Regions from separate parts of the Gossypium hirsutum genome. Here region 1 is linked to region 2. A link is a contact called in public Hi-C data. All regions are on one chromosome and are shown on one strand. Each heading gives the region's core, a stretch centred on a gene start, on an enhancer-like site or on the middle of the called end of the contact. The rest is flanking DNA. Distances are from core to core; before and after follow the strand shown. Region 1 holds the start of LOC107892027 (NADH dehydrogenase [ubiquinone] 1 beta subcomplex subunit 10-B). Region 2 has its middle 20 kb from the start of LOC107892025.

Region 1 (7,513 bases), core at 573-3,072, 210 kb before region 2:
GTATTTGATTGAGTTAATACAATCAAGAGTTTAATTTAATCGTAAAATTATTAAAAATTTATTATTTTGAAGTGTTTTTATTTTTATTTTTTATAATTAGTTTTTATGTCATATGCTATATGTTTATTTTTAAAATTATATATTTTTATAATTTTTAAAAATATATATACTAATTAAATAGATGGAAATAAAAAGCGAGAAACAATCTATAGTAAAATATAAAGTAATTAGATAAAATAAGTCATTCGAATATTAGTTAAAATTTCACTTATAAAGAACCATTACTTTAATACTTTATTGTCTTTAACATAATATTTCATAACACAATGATAAACAACATTCATAATCATGTAAATATTATTAAAATTAAATAGTAGTAAAACTATCGAAATCAAATAATAACTAAACATCTCAAATAATAATGAAAGCCATACCTTTTTCGGTGTTGAAACAAAACCTATTAAATGATGCTAAAATATGATTTTTTAAAATAATATTTTTTAGATGTTATTTTGAATGAAAATGTGTCATTGTGCATATATTTATAGTGTTAAATATTAGTTTTAATTGCTATATAACTATTTACTAATTAAATGATAATTAATTTATAATAATAAATATAATTTATTATGGATCCAAAGTTTAATTAAGTCATAATAACTATTACATTGGTAATGAAAACATTATTAATAAAATAATTATACCTATTTTTATATTATATTATATTATTTTATTTTATAGATTTAAAAAAATATGAGAAATATAGATAGTACAAAGTATTGATTCTTAAATGATCGATTTTCTTTATATTAATTTCTCAAATAGATATGAGTCATACTATTTGTTAAGTAGGATTTGTGTTGAATCAAATCGATTTGGTTAGATGTATTTAATATTTATAAAAAAAATAGTTAAGTTATTTTTAAAATATATTTATTTTCTTTTGAGTTTTGATATATAAATTAAGAATAAATAAATAAATATATACATTATAGATTAGACCATTATAATAATATTATATATATAATTTAATTATAAAAAATATTTTTAACATTATTAATTATTATCATATTTAAAATAAAAATTATATTTATGTAATCAAAAGATTCAATTTTTATTATTTTTAACTTATCCAATTATGTACAATAATTTTATAATTTATAATTTTATTAATTAATAATATATTATGCTATTTTATAAGTAGAACTTTTTATTCTTCAATTTTTTTAAAAAAAAGATATGATCAAATGAAATAATTTCACCTTAATATACTATCGTATTAATTAATATTACTTTTATTATTATCACATAATAATACAAACAATTTATTATTTTAATGTCAATTTAGTAATATAATTTATAATAAAAAGTATTCTTGTCAATTCAATTTTTTTAAACCCGTGTTTCATATATATATATTTTAAATAGATGCTAAATGTAAATATACAACGTATGATAAGAATTGAAATAAAAATATTACAATTTTAAGCATAATCCTTTTTTTTTAAGATTAATTTTATTATAGGTTTTTATCGCTCTTTGTGATATAATATTTAGAACTATCCATTAATTCCTCTTCAATAGGATAATGCACTTTAGCACACTCGAATCCAAACTCTCTTGCACTGACAATAATGCCGATGCAAATCGAATTAAAACTAAATGAAAAATACAATCTCATCTAACTTTTGTATGAATTCTTTCAATAAAACATAGTTGCTTTATATTAGTTTAGTGTATCGGTTTCCGTCCTCAACTGAACAAAAATTCAGTGGGCCGGGAAAGGCTACAAAAGAAGTCCAGAAAATAAAAATATAAGCGGAAACCCAATTTCAAACCCAAAATCTCCACTAAAACAAACCGAAGGGCAAGCAAGCAAGAGCCGAGTGAGAGAAACTGAGAAAGAGATGGGCAGGAAGAAGGGAGTAGCAGAGTTCGAAGAAACGGCGCCGGATGACTTCGACCCGGCCAATCCCTACAAAGACCCTGTGGCCATGCTTGAGATGAGGGAGCATATAGTTCGAGAGAAATGGATTGACATTGAGAAAGCCAAGATCCTCCGTGACAAGGTCAGGTGGTGCTACCGCATCGAAGGGGTCAACCATCTCCAGAAGTGCCGCCATCTCGTACGCCAGTACCTCGACGCCACCCGTGGCATCGGTTGGGGCAAGGATGGCCGTCATCCCTCCCTCCACGGTCCCTATCTTTCTTTACTACATAAAAGACTTCATTTTATTTATTATAAACTCGATTGGTTATGATTTCTTATTACTTGCTCTTTGCTTCCCCAATTTCAAACAAGATCAGTAGTTTTGCCATAGACAATGTATATTTTGCTTTTATATGTATTAACTGTTCATTTTTTAAAAGTTTTTAATTTGATTCTGAATTTGTTTTATTAGCTACGTTCTATAACGACTTTTCAGAGTGGGAAGCAAAACAAGAGTAAAAATTACAAAAAAGATTCAGCATTGATTTATCCATTTATTTGTGGATTAGTCAACATTGTTCTTTGGGGAAGGAATGGCTGAGCTGTATTGATTTTGTGTTGATGATTTGGGATTTTAGGTCCAAAGGTTGAAGAGATCGATTCAGAATGAATGGCTGCATTTGGTCATGATAGGTAATCTCGGACTCTAATTCGTTCTATATACTATCTACTGAACAATCCTTGTTACTGTTATTGGTTCAACAGAATTATTTCTTGCTTTGTTGATGTTGTTCTGGAACCGTTTGCTTGAACTTTAGAATCTGTACAAAGAAAATTTCAAAACAATTTAACCAAATCAGGTGGGCATGAACATGCCTGTGATATGAACTTACAGAAAGTTTATGGAAGCCAAGTTGGTGGAGAAAAATATGAAATTATAAAGTAGAAGGTGGGGGAAAAAGAATAGTTTAAGGCTTTATGATTATTGGTTATGTTTCAAAGACCCCCCTGGTTGATTAAGCAGTAAAATCTTTCAAAGAGAGCGCATTAGTTCTAGAGATATCTACTTCCATGTTGTAAACCTCAACGCGATTACTGTCCCTATCTTTAATTACTAGAAATCCTATGTTTTCCAATTCTTTTGTGTCAGCTCCAGTAATAGATAGTTTTGTACTTTCTTCTTTTGGAATATCAGAAGCTGGGCAGCTTTTTCTTGAGCTGGTGCGCTGACAGCTGATTTACCATCTCAACTTTTCTCATCTACCTCATCAATGTCTTTTTTGCTATATGAGCAGTAGGAGTATTCTTGCTCTCACACTGAGCAAGTTTGCCAGCTTTAGTTTTTGATGAGCAGGTCTTGGAGAAATTTACAGCATTTAAAGTAGATATTACAACAGTTGCGTACTGTTTTGCAATGCCTAGTTGTCTGCCCACAACACTCATGATCCACATAGATGCGTTTGGCCTTTCTAATCACTCCTAAAGGCCATTTGGAGTCTTAAAAGTTGTCTTCCATTCATCAACACTTCTCAATCTATCGTGGTGATAACCACTCTTCAAATCAATCATTGAAAACTCCACAGAACCAGTCAATTGACCAAGAATATTACTCAACCAAGGTATCCCAACAAGAATATGATCTATAGACATAGGAATATCTGACAAGGCTTTATCATCTAATTGAGGATGCTCTTTAAAGTATGCTTCTATCTCTTGGACTTTATGCTGAGGATGGCTACGGTAACACTTCTTTTTGGAATGCTGGCTAGGATCCTAATCACTATTCAAGGGAGAATCTATTTCAATACTTGATTTGTCTTACAATCATTGGCTATGATTTTCCTAATTAGTTCTCCAGAGGCCTCATGGATCATGCCAAACATATTGGGACTCTCAAATATGTTTGGGCTAAAGTACGGGTCAGGTTGGTGTTGATCCCTAACTTCTTTAAAACCCTTCACTTGAGCAGTCAACGCCTTTAATAGTGAGGATCGTTGGCTAATTGCATCTACGGCACGGTTAGACTCCTCTTCACCTTCAGTTGTTGTTGTCAACTCTTCACGAACAGTTGAGGACTCTCCTTGAACTAGATGCGTAGCTGCTTCACTTTCTTTGGAATACTCATCATAAATAGGATCTAACCGATTGTACTCTTGTTCTTTCATATGCATCCTGTCGTGAAAATCAACAGTTTCAATGTTAATTCCACCTCTTTTTAATTCAAAAGCATGTGCTATCTGCTCCTTCAATCCACCTCGTACTACACAATTTGTGGGTCTAACATCATGAAAGTGGTTTTCTTCCTCACCGAAATTGAATTTATTAGGGAGGCTACCTTCTGATATGTCAAACTGGTTGTGGGTACAGTCCAGAATCTCTATCTAGGTTCCCATTTGTGCACACGACATTTCTTCAATTGCACACTATATGCTACACTGAATTCCTCTTCCTCACTATCACTTCCAACCATGGCTTAATAGAAAACTCTAATATAAATCCTATGATCTAACAAGTAGAAAGAAGTTGGAACTCTAGAAAACTTAGGGTTATTAAAAAGCTACTAGTTTTATGCTATATCCATTCTGTGGGTAAAGAAATAAAATCATAAAAAAATATTTAAGCATTGGTTTTTTTGGGAAAAAATAACTACTCGTCAGATAGTGCTTTTTGTTATGGTTGGACTTTGAATGAAGTTAAATTACTAGGCAAATATGGCCTCAAAAGTGTCAGAAAGATTCATATTGTGGTTGACTGTGCCACAGCATGCCAGATTGGCAACCTTGTGTTGATTGTGCTCACTGGTTTCACCAGTAATGACATGCTGACATGCAAGGTCAATCTTCTATTATTAAGAAAAATGAAAATAGAGGGAAAACAGAGGAAGTACACTAAAATCTTATCCCAATTTTAGTAATGAATATGATATTTTGTAGTTAATGTTTTATTAAATTTATGTTAATTTTATTATTAAAATTTTTATTATTGATATTTTATAGAAGATTAAAATATAAGGGAAATTTTTTAAAGAAATATATAAATATTTTACTTAAGGGTAAAATAGTATTTTATGCTTATTCCTTGCATATTCTTTGACATAATTTTACCAATCAAACATCTCTGTTCCAGTCCTCTCTGATTCCAGTCTACTAACCAAATTACGTGATACCTATAAAAAAAATAGCTAGAATTCTTTATAAGTAAATGCGTTCAAATATATATAGCTTTGTATTGAACGCACTGTTGGCAACTTGCATTCCAAAGAGAAACTATTCATTGATTTCTTAAGTAGTTTACAATATTAATTGGTTGCATTCAGAGAACAACCATTGATTTGCGGTTTACCCTTTTTTATTTTTATTTTGAAAACGATTTGCTGTTTACCTTGAAAGTGTGGTTGAGAGGTTACATGAAACTGTTTTACGTAGCGGTCACTGTGAGAACTTCACAGTTCTCATTTTGTTACATCTAAACTACTCCATTTGCTTTATGGTTTATCACTTCATCTCTGTTTTTTTTTTCTTTTAAATGAATTTTGTGGGTCCTTGCAGTTTTAGAATGTAATAAAACAAGGATGAGGTGGATATTTGAATATATGTGTTAAGGAGGTTTATATCGATAGTTTTATTGTAAGAGTTGATACGAACATTCTGGTCTAATATGATACCCTATGATGTGACATGAAATTTAGATTCCCAGAGTAAATGAGAACAAGTAATTAATAAATAAATAAAACAAAGGAGCATATTTTGTGCTAGCTTCAGGTGGTGGTGGTATCACTACATTTTCATTCCTTTAGTATCATCTTGAGTGAGACTTTTTTCTTCACCTTTTACATTGCCGAGTATATTATGGTCTTTCCAGTGTTCTTTATCTATTTTATGTGGTATGACCACCGAATTGTGCATTTCTGATGAAAGGACTGTCTTCAGAATTATTTAGTCAATCTCTGTGTTAGGTGTAAAGTTTACATTTGTGTTATAATTCAAAACTTGGAAAAATAGAGCTAATAATATCATGCTTCATTGCTGCAGGTGACTGACTTTAGGCAGCAAAGTAAGGAGTGTGGGATTCGAATAATTGTCCACCTACATTGTCACTATTGTTTTTTGTGTTGTAAGACTCTTATAACAAAGATCAAACGTAATGCCATCTTCTTTTTCCATTCTGGTTAGCATCCAAAATCTTGGTAAATTACTTGGGCGAGTTGTCCGTAAACAGTACATCAGATAAATGAAATAAGTTCCTTGTCATTTCATGCTTGATAAGAGGTTATAGTTTTGATGCCCAGTTTGATTGTTGATATTGAAGTATTTTCTGTTGGGTTTAATTTAGGAAGGTTTGTGGTAAACTGTTGTGTCCTACTCCGAAATCAGATCAGGTGAGGGTTTAATTTAAGTGCTTTGATGCTCTTTCAACATGTAGTTTTACCGGGTTTGGATATATAATTTTTCTTTATGTTTTGAGTTTATGAAGTTAATTTTGTGACTAGATAAAAGTATCGGGAGCGTACTTAGTAAACATGCATTGTTAAAGTGATTTACCTTGCATCCGACGCTTAACCTCTTTCATTTTCTTCAATTTTGCTTAATCATAACATGTGAAACACAATAAAATATGGGTAGTTTTGGAAGAATGGACATTAAGACAAGGGCTTATTTTCATGAAAGTGAAATCATCTCTCTACCTCATAGTCAACACGGACAAGAACAATGAAATTATTGTGTTTATTTGTTTTTGTTTTTTTTAATGTTTCGTGTCTGTTTTATAGTTTATGTTTGGGGTTCGTAATTCATAGTTTCTCTTTTCAATAATGCGTCTTTATAGTTTGAACTTTTCTGTCACGATTCACGAATGAGGTTGATTGAATTTGACACTTAGAAGATGATAGGCAAGACAAGGGACTCTTGAGGTTCTTGGGTTTGCACTTGGGAGGCAATCCTCTCTGTGAGTCAGGTGAAGCTCAATCTGCAATTTGTCAACGGACTTCATCTCCATTTTGGGCACTACCTGAAAAGAGTTGAAGTCAGAAGTTAAGAAAGTATAAGAATAAGGCCAAATTCAGTTGAAGGACAAAATAGAAAGGAAAGAGATTTTGTTCAAATTATACTGGTACTACATATTATGCATGTGATGAAACCAGGAGCTCCCTTCATTCCAAGGGTGGGCAAAGTATGCGGAAGTTGTTGCTCCTACACCATACATTGGGCTCAACTTAACATTTTCTTTCTCCTTTGGTTTTTGAAGGAAATCTAAATTAGTTTGTCAGCTAGTTATTGGCGCCAAGTTCTTGCAGGAAGTCTAAATTATATGTCATGAGATAGATTTGGAAGAAGAAGATAACAGAAAAGAAAAAGAAAAGAGATAGAATTCGAGAGAGAAAAATGAAGAAGGAGATATTGAGAATTTGGTTTTCAAATTTCGTAACTGTTTTTCCTCTGTCTATTGGTACTTAAGAAAACAAGATAATGGCTTGAACAAATGGCACTAACAATCACTCAAACCACACCGTTTCATTAAATGGTGTTCCCATCAAAATGAATTGTTTAAGTGGGTGTTAGTTCTCTTAGCCAAAACACATTGTAC
Region 2 (6,769 bases), core at 202-2,701:
AAATGAAATATTGTTTCAAAAAATAAATCTTAAATGAGATGAGAATGGAAAGAAAGAGATGTGGGAGAAAGATAGAGAGACGAGAAGGAAAGTCAAATATGAGAAAAGAAAGAGAATAACAACTATGTAAAATAGTGATCTGAAAGGGAATTGAATATTTTATGGAAAATAGGAAATCAAACATGGCAAAGGAAAGAGAATAACATATGTGGAAAATAGATATATAAAAGGGAATTTAATATTTTAGGGAAAATAGAAAATCAAATATGGTAAAGGAAAGAGAATAACATATATGGAAGATCTATATCTTATGGCATCATCAATAATTCAATTTTAGCAAAAATTTATAATGATTCAATATGATAAAATAATTCAATAATATAAATAGTATAAAATGTGAAATTTATTTTAATAATATAAATAGTAGATATAAATAAAATTATTATTTAGGTTTAGGAAATTTTTTTGGATGATTTTAATTTTTTATTTGGTGGTAAAGGGTGAGAAATAAAAATTTAGGGGGAAATAAAAAGTTTTTGAGGTTGAGGAAGTAAATTTTTTTTTTTGGGGGGGGAATAAATGGGAGGAGTAAAATTTTGAGAGGGAAATATTAAAAAAATGGGGGGGGAGGGGGAGAATGGGTTTGGGGTAGAACGGGGCTAGGATGGGAGGGGAGCAAAAGTTATGGGGGCAAAATGGGAGGGAGTAAAAGTTTTGAGAGGAAAGTGAAGAGGTTTAGGAGTTTGGAGTAATAATGTAAATTATTATAGTTTAATATTCGGTTTATTCGAATTATTCGAGTTATTCGAATTTGAAAACCAAACTTGATTCGAACTCAAAATTCAAAAAAAAAATATTCGAGTTGACTCAAATAACTCGATTCGTTTAACTCGTAACTCGAAATTCAAAATTTTTTCAATTTTTTCGAGTCAAATTGAGTTTTGCTCATCCCTAGTCATCATTGGGAGCGGTGCCGCTAGTGTATCAAGTGACATCAGTGGATACTATGGAGAACAAATCATTTTTGCATATAAATTTTGACTTCGAATTATTTTTGTAAGTAATTAATTATTTTGCATCAATGGAGTAAAAAAGCTGTAAATGGGCTTTGACCTTTAAATTTATTAAGAAATAGCAACATGAACAACAATCAATGAATGTATCGAACGAGGGTAATCAAACCTGAAAACTTCCTCAACCGCCATACTTAGGCTAATTTTACTCAAATTGTCCCTACATCCGAAAATTCTAAATAATCGAAAGACCTAACATTATCTAAGATAGTTCCTGATAAACATAAATCTAATATGGATTGTTTATGTGACAAGTAGTGCGCAGTCGGTTTCCACAATTCTTTTTCTCCTGCTAGTTGAATCCCGCGTATAAGGGCTTGGGCTTCCGCCCATGTCGGCTCCATATGGCTCGTTATCCTTGTCGCTAAACTTTCGTGGACAAATCCGTCCCTTTCCCATTTAGCCGCGTGATTTGGGCAAGGAGATGAGCCTTCTCTGCTCCCCCTCCCCACATTAAAACTTGTTTAATTATTTTTCATTTATGGTCGAATGGCCCTTTAGCCAATTCGTCTTTCTAAAGCCTAAACGGGCAGGGTGGGGGACACGGCCCGCCACTCATCCATTTACTTTCTCTTTTTTATTTTATTTTTTTGAACTGCAGCCGATTGGGCCATTCAAAATTCAAAGCCTCATTAGGCTTTGCAGACCAAGATCCGCAATGGTGGGGGCCACGCCCCATCAAATTCATATATATATTCCATTTTTTTCCAATTTCCAATTTGATTCGTTTTCCATAATTTGTATTTTTAATCATTTTCACTAATCCTCGTTTAAATAAATTTAATTCCAATAATTTAATATTATAAAAAAAACACTTATAATATCATGCGAGATTATCAAAATACCCTTAAGTGGTAAATTTATCATTTTGCTCTTTTTTCCTCTTTGCTCAATTCCTTCATAATAATTTGTAATCAATCTAAATTCAGCAATTCTCATTTAATACTTAGTACGCATCCTTGGATATTGAAAAATATAATTTTACCTTCGCTCAATAAAATTGTTAAATTTACAATTTAATTTTTATACTCTTAAATTCTTTCAAATTGGTCTCAAAAGTAATTCTCATTACACCAATATATAATCCAACTCATTCTTATGCCAATTAATCAATAACCACTCACATTTTCCCTTATGGTCAAATGTGTTTGTAGAAGCCAATTTTGCCGGGCCCAACCGAACAGAAATCAAAGCAAAATAAAAATAAAAAAATAATATGATCTAGAGTCCATTGACAAATATCAGACCCAAATTATATCAAGCCCAAGTGGCCCAAACCAAAAAAACCCTAAAGCCCACAACAGCCTAAACTATTTTCAGAAAAACAAAAACCTAGTGCCACACCCTACCTAGTCGCCGCTGCACCCTAGCCTGCCACCACCAACTGCTTTGCCATCACTAATCACCCTTGTAAGAAGAAGAGAAAACACGTAAACAACAGTAGCAAGAGCAATAGAAAAATGATAAAAAAAATATATTGTAAAATGACTATAAAAAAAAGCCAAAAGCAGATTGTAAGAGTAGGGTTTTTTGCTTCTGAAATAAAAATCGAAATAAAAAAGTAAAAACAAAACAATCGAAAAAATTCAAAGGTGATTTTTTTTCTTTTTTTTCCTTGAATCCATTATTGTATATATATATAAAGAAAAAGAAAACTCACCTGGTGGTTGTTTCTGTTGTCGGAGTCGAAGGGAGCCGAAATAGCCAAAACGAAGGTTTCTTTTTTTTAGCCACCGTGGATGGTAGAGCCGTCACCGGTGACCGGTGGCCATCGCGGCTGTGACTCGCTGGAGCCATGGCCGACCTAAGGAGGCCATCAAAGAAAAAAAAAAGAGAAGAAAGGTTTTTTATTCTAAACCTATTTTAAATTTTTTTTTGAATTTTTAAACTTAAATAGGCCATCAATACGAAGTCGTTTTGGCTTGGCATCAGATACCCCAAAAAAATGTCGTTTCGAAGCGGAGCCCGACGACTCGACTCGTCCATGCAGTAGGGTCCACGTGTTTTCAAAAAATAGCCTATTGCGCATTTAGTCCTTCCGCTTTTTAAGCTGTTTCCAATCCGGTCCTATTTCTTTTTTTCTCTTTTTTCAATTTTACCATTTAATTTTGTATTTTTCCATTTTGATCCTTATTTTTGTTTTATTAGCTATTTTTATTTTTTTATAATTTATACTCCCTAATTTCATTTTAATTTTGATTTAATCCTTTAATCATTTAATTTCAACCTTTTATAGATTCTTATATGTATATTGTTCTATTTTTTTATATTTATTTATTCATTTATCTATTATTTCTTTACTTTTTTTACATATTTAAAAATTATATTTTACATCTCCTTAAGCATTTATTTATTTTTGGTTGCCCCAAATTATTATTGTTATTATTTATTGTGTTTCGATTATTTATATTAGAATTAGAATAGTAATTACATATATCATTTTATTTATTTGTTTATCTATGTATTATCTCTCACCCTTTTTATATTTGAAAATTATGATGTTTATATTTTCTTTATTCGTGCACTTGGTTTTCGTATTATTCTAATTATTATTATCATTATTATTTATTTTTCCTATTATTATTTAATTAGTATTAGAATTAGTAATTATAATATGATTATTGCCATTGTTTATTTGGTGTTTTATTATTATAGTTATATCATCATCATTTATTAGTATGATATTTTTGTTTTTTTTTCCGTATATCATTGTTTTGTTTATGCGCGCTATTATTTTATTATTGCTACAACCATGTTACGAATCGTGTTCAAATATATTTACTCATTTCTATACTATACCCGAATAAATCAAATACACGTTATTTCAAATGTTATGTTCGTTTTCGCATGATGCATAAAAAAGAAAATTTTTAAAATCGAGACAATTTTGTTATTTTTGAAATTTGAGGAGTTATGCTCCTAACTTACAGAATATGACATCTTCTTAAAACTAAAATAACCGCATATCCTATTTAAAACAACGAAAAGTAAGATTTAGATAGCGATCAAATGGCGATTATTTTAGTTTTCTAGAATCCAAGGTATCGTGTCCTAACTTTCGGGACATGGTCTTTCTTCTCGATTAACTCAAAATAAAGCCTTTTCCATTTAATTTAATTTAGTTAAATCATATCTTAATAACATTATGCAAAAAGGGATCGTGTTTCAAATTCTCTTTAAATTTTCAATTTTCGACACTAAAGACATCAAGTAATCAATTAGGTACCAATTTTGGGCGTAACAAGGGTGTTAATACTTCTTCATGCGTAACCGACTCTCGAACCCATTTTTTGGATTTTGTCGATCGAAAACCATTGTTTTAATAAATCAAACCTCTTATTAAAATAATCAAATTACGAGGTAGCCCGATCACGCCTTCTAAAAGTGATTGGTGGTGACTCCCACCTTCGTTTTCAAAATATAAGTCGATTTAAAAAAAGTGTTTCGACAGCTTGGCGACTACACTTGGGAATAAAATAAGAGAGTCAAACCGTGAGTTGATTACTTTTGGTCTTTTTATTGAAAATTGATAATTTGGTTTAAATTTACAATCCCTTTGTTGCATTTCATCCTTCATGTCGTGATATTTCGGGTTGTATAGAGATCTAGTATATCTGATTTATTGGTTCAAAAGTCTTTTTGTGTGTTTGTCGTATATTGCATTACATAACTGTTCGATTTTTCCCTTCTTAAGTGGGAGTGAGAAAGCATCCCTTCGTAAGGTCTTCACCTCCGTATAGGATAGTGGATCGCTTTAGGGATACATCCGTACCTATATCTTCGTGAGATCTTCATCTCTGTATAGCCATAGGGTAATGTATTCCCCTAAATTGAACTCGGCCCGTATGAGCTTATAATGGGTGAGGGTCGAGGAATCCATCGGTTTAGGTACCCTTACTTTAGAACTGAACCGCATATAATGAGCCCTAAGAACCTGGCCTAGATAGAACCATACCAAACCTTAGTAGTCACCTGAATAGGTGCTCTATTTATTATTGCTTGCTTGCTTGCTTTAAATTCTAACTTTGTATGAAATATACTGACTTGTTTTATTTTATTTTAACTGTGACTGCATTGCATTTTCATTATAGAAAAGGGGTATTAATTCACGTTTAGTTGCTAAATAGAGAGCTTCTCATGGAAAAAAGATTTCTTGATAAAGTGGAAGATAATGCAGCCATCCAAATATGGTCCGAGAAGACACAACAAGATAAGGGTGATAGCCTGATGGAGGGTACGTGTCAGAATTGTGGGATTTCACTCACATCAGTGTAACTCAGAATAGTCTCCAAGAGTTGAAATAAATATAGAACCAATGGGATGACGAAACCAAGAAGTTATTCTACTGTAACTATGAGGATTTGCCTTATTTACTCGATGTCAAAGTGGATAAGCACTTGTTCCGAGCCCTTGCCCAGTATTGGAATCCCGCCTATAACTGTTTTACTTTTGGAAAGGTAGACAACTTTGCTTCGTTGCTTGAGGATCCAAGCCGACAAAGCTTATTCTAGAGCCGCCAACGTCCCGACTTTCCTAAAGAAGCTAACGAGCATCACTGGAATAAGCGAGCAATGGGTTGTGGCCTGGGTTAAACAAAAGAGAGATAATAAATGTATCCATTGGAAAAGTTTGTGGGATTTGATCATGGCACATTCGAATACGAAAAAAAGGGTCGATGTATTCGCTTTGAGTATTAGGGCAAGTCTGTATATGTAAAATGTATCCATTTTATGTAAAGAGATTCATTTTCTAGTAAAGTTATTCTAATAGAATTGAATCAGAATCTACGTCTCTTTTTGTATTTATTTTTCATTCATCAGTATTACATTTCATCACATGCATTAAGTTTCATAAAAAGACCCTAATTAATCAAAATTATGACAGTTTCCTTGGAAACCAACAAGAATTTGCCCACCGAATATTGTTACGATACCTGCGGTAAAACCAGAGTGCAACTGTGTGGGGGAAAGGTCAAATGGGAACCGATAACTTTGCCCCATATATCCAAAACGTTTGTGTCAGGAGAAATCATTTATCCTGAACAAAGAATGATAAAAAAAAAAAGAAAGCCCGGAAGGAATATTGGGAAACTTAAGCATCAATGTCATATCCGAATAAGGAATTGGCAAAAATCTGTCAAGCATTCGTCCTTATATCTTCAGAAGTGTTATGAACAATTAGACTGCTGAGGAGATTCTTGTAGTTTTTAGGATCATTTCAGAGTAATGTTCAAAACACACTTATTGCTCTAAGCTTAAAAGCAATAAGAATCTTTTTTGTGAAAAAGACATATGTCCATTATTTTTATTTTAATGAAATGCATCTTTTGTGTCTCATTTTAGCAAATATTCTTTTATTCTTTATATTTCATTCATACTCATACCATACAAATAATTATTCTTAATTTCATTTGTTCTTTGGGTCTTCCTTCGTTCCTATAACTGGCCTCCAAATATCAATGATATGAGTAATACTGCTACTAACTTAGAATCTCCTTTTGAGCAAGATATGCGTCTAGAGGAACCTCAAGACTTTGAAAATGACCGAGATTATAACCTATCTCCTGATTTGTTAAGGATGGTAGAACAAGAGGAGAAATAGATTCTACCTTATAAAGAGTCAGTAGAAATTGTGAGCTTAGGAGAAGAGAAAAAGGTGAAGATCGAAGCTTGCATCACTGTAGAGATAAAGTGAGA

What was found. A called contact is a pair of places that touch in the nucleus more often than the background predicts.
Region 1: a contact with region 2 is called in a Hi-C map of leaf, with 5 times the contacts expected there. The contact joins the promoter of LOC107892027 here to the enhancer-like site in region 2. A contact is called at or near these places in 15 of 34 Hi-C or Micro-C datasets (callus, hypocotyl, leaf and 2 more).

Annotation. Positions count from the first base shown.
Region 1 is chrD09:25,178,662-25,186,174 of Gossypium_hirsutum_v2.1, reverse strand. LOC107892027 (NADH dehydrogenase [ubiquinone] 1 beta subcomplex subunit 10-B) reads left to right here and starts at 1,822. Exons shown (of 3, transcript XM_016816994.2): 1 at 1,822-2,196; 2 at 2,569-2,623; 3 at 5,962-6,180. The coding sequence starts at 1,908. The coding sequence ends at 2,600.
Region 2 is chrD09:24,967,748-24,974,516 of Gossypium_hirsutum_v2.1, reverse strand. No RefSeq gene overlaps it. Among protein-coding and RNA genes, the nearest start is that of LOC107892025, 20 kb to the right of the region's middle. Within about 2 kb of position 1,451, at least 6 of the 9 cell types and tissues checked have an H3K27ac peak or open chromatin away from gene starts, as enhancers often do. A contact at or near this core is called in hypocotyl and leaf, where this site is marked.